Linked DNA regions of Siniperca chuatsi: region 1 is linked to region 2. Evidence: chromatin contacts called from public Hi-C data. All regions are on one chromosome and are shown on one strand. Each heading gives the region's core, a stretch centred on a gene start, on an enhancer-like site or on the middle of the called end of the contact. The rest is flanking DNA. Distances are from core to core; before and after follow the strand shown. Region 1 holds the start of adm2a (protein ADM2a). Region 2 overlaps sbf1 (myotubularin-related protein 5).

The links. Hi-C and Micro-C count contacts between places; a contact is called where the count stands out from the background.
Region 1: a Hi-C map of liver shows a contact between it and region 2, with 1.9 times the contacts expected there. The contact joins the promoter of adm2a here to the enhancer-like site in region 2. A contact is called at or near these places in 2 of 3 Hi-C or Micro-C datasets (liver and skeletal muscle).

What each region holds. Positions count from the first base shown.
Region 1 is chrLG23:19,547,371-19,550,146 of ASM2008510v1, forward strand. It overlaps adm2a (protein ADM2a), which reads left to right and starts at 1,499. Exons shown (of 3, transcript XM_044187022.1): 1 at 1,499-1,805; 2 at 2,173-2,480. The coding sequence starts at 2,383.
Region 2 is chrLG23:19,495,069-19,497,768 of ASM2008510v1, forward strand. All of the region lies in intron 10 of sbf1 (myotubularin-related protein 5), which reads right to left. Among protein-coding and RNA genes, the nearest start is that of LOC122871651, 35 kb to the left of the region's middle. Within about 2 kb of position 1,298, the one cell type or tissue checked has an H3K27ac peak away from gene starts, as active enhancers do. A contact at or near this core is called in liver, where this site is marked.

The sequences.
Region 1 (2,776 bases), core at 249-2,748, 53 kb after region 2:
TATAGCATATGTCCTTGCTATTTTTATAAAGCACCAACAAAATATGAACCCATTATTTTGAATACTAATGTAAAATATTGGAATCAGCATATACCAATATAACTGAAAATAAAAGACAAAATTGATTGTGCTTCACACTGTACAAATTGACACCCTGAGGTCACTATATTTCCTAATCCAAACAAAGATGGTCACTGGAAATGACATATGTCCTCGCTCAACTTGTACAATTAGCCTAATTAATTTGTAAATGTTGTTGTTACTTTCCAATATTTTGTATTTTTATACAAAACAGTGTGTTAAAATGTTGCTTGTATTTTACAAAAAGAGCTGGGACAGACATGCTACAAGTCACTTCCAACTACCTAGAAACTTGGGACGTTTTTTTTTTTTTTTACCATGCAGACAGAATATTTTTTGCTCCAGATGGTTAGAAGTGTTTCTGAGAATTCTGGAAATACCTTCACAACAGTGGGAGGTGCTGTTGAATGACCCTCTGGTTTTTTGGTTTTTTTTTAAGATTGCAGGGCATTTCTTTAGCTCTGTGACTCAAATGTAATGATAAAACATACATCCTGGGCCTATAGCTGTCTACATTGAAAACCATGCCTTTCCACCTACTACATGTGCAGTTTTCTGTGGCAGGCCTGATGTTTATGGAGCCTCTGTTGTTGTTTCTCTTGTACATGGATGCGCAGCATCTTTCCAGTACCAGGAAAGGCGTCCGCTCAGCTCCGCTGGACATGCTTTCTTGGAAATGAATGTTGCGTAACCGCATTTGAAGCAGGATCAGGTGTATGTATTAGTAGTGTGTTGCCACATCAGTCAATTGAGTTAGAAAGCAAGGAAGGGACCTTGGACACTGACAATAATGCTCACTAACGAGGTGAAATAAGCTGCACAGAGTTGTAAGACGCATGTTTCGACCCGTATCTGTTGTATCAGATTTCAGAACGCAACTGAAAGTGATGGAGTCACGGTTTGGTCACAACTTTTACGACAATTTCTGCAGGGCTCCCAGCTCTTCCTTAATGAATCATACACAGCAGGCTGTTTCCCACCAGGAGCTTCAAAGTACGTGCGGTGCCGCAGCAGTGCGCTGGGTGGATGTCAGGGATGCTGCACGCTGGGGCTGGGGGGGGTGACGTGACGTGACGACACGTTCTGGGGATTCTGCGAAGATTCCTGCATTTCTTTTCTATCTGCCTCACACACTTGGCTGACAGTGATGATAAGAGATAGGAGGAGGGTTTGGTCAGGAAGACAAACTGCTCAAGAAATTCATGAAAATGTGGGCTATTTCCCCGAGTATTCACATGGTTGATTAAGATAAAGTACTTTGTGCTGAATAGTCCTAAGCTTATAATAATAGGTAATATAATAATAATAATAATGATAATATAAGTGTCCTTAGCATCCTGAGCTATCAGCAATATTCTTATGGGGACTTATAGTGATTCTGTGGTGCTCAATTGTGACTTTACAGCGACCTTTTATGGATTTTATGGTATTTTAGAAAACATGTTGTATCACTACAGTATATTATAATATTCCTAATGGGACCTAATGCTGTGTTGCTTAATAGTGATTTGACAGTTTTCGGGCATGGGAGATAATAACATTACAGCACCTTTGCCTTTGCCACACCGGCACTTGAGTCAGTGAACTCCGCCCCCTCAGTATTTAAATCCACAATATCACCAGGCGCTCAGCTTCACACTGGAGAACTTCATCTTGACCAACACGTTTGGATCCATGGGGGAAAAAAGCTTCAGATTCTGGGCTATAGGCTGAATACCAAGAAGGTAAGACTTCTCTTTACTTATGTTATGTTATGAGTGGGTTTGTTCATACAGTGTAACATCTTGCCAAAGTATTTGCATAATGGGTTGGTTGCATATTTGGACATTTTCAGAAGAATGTAAAGTCTTTATCTGGTGCACAAGTTTAATGGGAAGTAGAAGTTTATAAGCGGAAGTTTAGAGGAAGAATCCACTGGGGATATTTTTAGCCCACATAGTGTGTTTGAAAAGTTTCTCATCAAGTGAAGGGTCTAAATGAATGAAATGGGAGTACATTCATCAGGCGCACTTTCACCGACTCCCTTTTCTGTTGCGGTTGACTATGAGCAGCAGGTTCATTGATCATTTATTACTTCTGCTTTCTCCAAAGGTTTCATCTACAATCTCCACTGCCAAGCTTGGATATCTGAAGCCAACATCCATCTTTGGGGATCATTGTTCTGTTTTTCCATATTATTTTTTTTTTTCTATTTTTTTTTTATTTATTTTTTTTTCCCACTCTTGGGATTTAAACTTCGCCCAGTCCGTGTGGTCGCGCCCTCCTTCCCAGGGAGGGTGTAAAGTGAAAGTTGGCCCGGAGATGCGGTCCCTTCTCCCGCTTACTGTGTATTGCATCAGCCTGGTTTCCCTCCAGCAGCTGCTGGCTCTGCCGGCTGAGGAGCTTCCCAACAAGAACAGGTAGGACACGCGACTTATTGTGCTACTACTTTATTAAGCATAGAGACCCGCTCCTCGCTTCTGATTGGCTGAATCACACTCTTAAAACATAGGAAGATAAACTCACCTGGAGCCGCATTACAGTTTATGTAAATATTCTTGCGCCCCGTTAGGCTAATAGGCACTATAATGGCCACTTTAACCTGCTTGGTTGGGAGTTAAAGAGTTAAAGAGCAATGTTATAGGCTATTTATTAATAATTGTAAATGAGCTATAATGGTGTTATTAGGTAGGCTATTAAATGATGTGTTGAACAT
Region 2 (2,700 bases), core at 48-2,547:
TTGCCACTGTCGCCAAATGCTTGCTCATGGTGTGATTTATTGGGTCTGTAATTAATATTATAAGGAGTACAGTCCAGACCTGCTCTATAGGAAAAGTGCAATGAGATAACTTCTGTTATGGATTGGAGCTATATAAATAAAATTGAATTGAATTAAAGGTTAGATGGTGGATGTGGTAAGATGAATTATGACCAAGAAGCAAGACTTGACAAAGACATTGTTTTGGTTTGAGGATCAGAGTCAGGCACAGTATTGGACATAGCTGAGGTCATGTCCATGCTGCTGTTTACAAGTTGAAAATCTTCAGTCCACACTAGTTTTTCTTGTTTTTTTCTAAAGGTTTACCACCCAGATGAAATGTAGAGTCAAGAGACAAATGCCTCAACATATTTCGTAGGGCAAGAGCTGGCTCCTTGAGACAGCAGTTTTACACCACATTACATGACAACACTGGTGTTTTCAAAAAGCTCAATTTTAGCTCACAATACCTGACCTGACATTTTTAAATTCATCCACGTTAAATTTTTCATTGGCTTAGTGTGGATGGAAAGACAAAGCTAAAAAGATGAGATGAGACAATTGGGGCCTTTTCAAATGTATCCACAGGTGGGAATTTAATATCACTATTATTTTGCTTTTTCAGGGTTAACATAAACAAGAAAATGTGTAATGTTATGAAGTTTTGTCATAGATGAGTCAAAATAAAAACTTAGAATTATTTGTCCAGGCATTATGATAATGTATTATTTTGCAAGTTTTGAGTAGTAGTTTGTATTGACATCATTTTTAACTGCAGGACATGCTGTAAATATCTGAGTCTGTTAATTGTGTAGTTCTTCTATGCAGATCATTCAACTGCAAATGTAGAGTTTATTGTAGCTGTTTTACTTGACATCTGCAGAGAGAGACTTTCTCTTCAGCTCCTATTTTATTTAAGTAACAAAAACCAAACAATGCATTTCTTATATAACCAATATTTTTCAAATACGGTGAGAGCCCGTGGGAAGAGCATGTTTGATTCCCAAAATGTAGGCTCCTCACAGCATCCAAACACACACTTGGCATATGTAAGCTGAGACAGAGCAGTGAATGCCAGCTCCAGCCTCTCTAGAATAAACACATCCTAACCTTTGCCTCAGTGACATCACATCTCCAAAAACTCCAACCCTGTGCAACCAGCAGAGGGAAAACTCTCCTAATTTTATAGACAATAGTCAAATAAAGTGAATCATCATGTTTTACAAGCGACTGGAGTCACAACAACAGCAAACAAACCAGACTATCCAGGAAGGGTTGAGACACATTAGGAGGATTTTCCCACAACTGACCCAGGGCAATAAAGATAACTAGAAGCAGTCCATTTCATATAAAAGATGGATGCATAATGTTTGTCCTTAAATGATTTTATCTTATTTTAAGCAGAGCAACAGTGATGGAAGAAGTATTCAGATCTTTCACTTAGGTAAAGGTAACAATACAACAATGTAAAAATACTCTATTAGAAGTAAGTCCTGTATTACAATACAGTTTCTGTCAACTAAGATTTCTTTTTATATTGATTAACAGAAAAAGACTAATGTCAAAATGCAGACACTTCTAGAAAATTCTCTAAATATAAAAGATAAAATAATTTATAGAACTGATATATAACAAACAGTATTTACCTCCCTAAAGTCAATATTTATAAGAGGCAGCAGTACAGCCTTGATCCACTTAGACTCAAGGCTGTACTGCTGCTGGTATCAGCTTTGCACAACCTGGACACTGCAATTTTCTTTCCATTTTCTTTTGCAAAACGTCTCAAAAGTGCCGTCACGCTGCGTGGAGACAGGGAGTGAACAACAAATTTCCTGGACATTGGGTTTTCATGCAAGAACATTTTCATATTCTCTTAACTTTCCATGTCAGCTTCAGCAAATGCTCCTAACTTCAGATAACTGTGTAAATGACCCGCGTAAATATGATGTGCGTAATTGTGTGCGCGTTCACGAGAATTTCAAATTCGCATAATTAACGCCCCAATAATACCATATAAGGCTGCACGTACTGCCTCATATGTCAGGAAGTCATGAAAACGACATTAAGAGTAAAAAGAAGAACTTCACGGGTTACGAGTCCTGCTTTCGAAGATCCATAAAGGAAAGTCTATCATTTTTAACAGCGTCAGCAGTGGAATTAAGGGAACAGGGTTGGATCACTGTGTCTGTCTGTGGGGTTCTAACAAGTTACACATTTGTAGAAGCACAACCCGTGGTAATCTAAACCGCGACAACAACCATTCATCTGTCTCTGCTAATATATCAGCAGGCTGTCTAAAGACACGCTCTCTTCCAAGGGCCTGACGCGCTAAAGCATCCAAAAGATTACAGTTCCAGTTGACCATATTATATAGAGAGACAAATTAACCTTCAATTGGCATAATTTAATGTTTTGCAGTTTCAGATGTTCATATTGATATTAGTGTTCTATAATAGCATCAATAGTTAATTTACATTAATTATATCGTTAGGCTGTATGAATACATTTTGAATTATATTATAATTCCAATTGCTGATTCAAACAGGATAATGTCAACATAATTGTGAAGTGTAATTTATATAGGATTTTCAAACTCAAAATTGCTTCAAAGTAAGGAAATATATAATCAATTAGTAAAAACGTAGGTTGGATAAAAGCAGACTAATTGCACATGACTCCTCC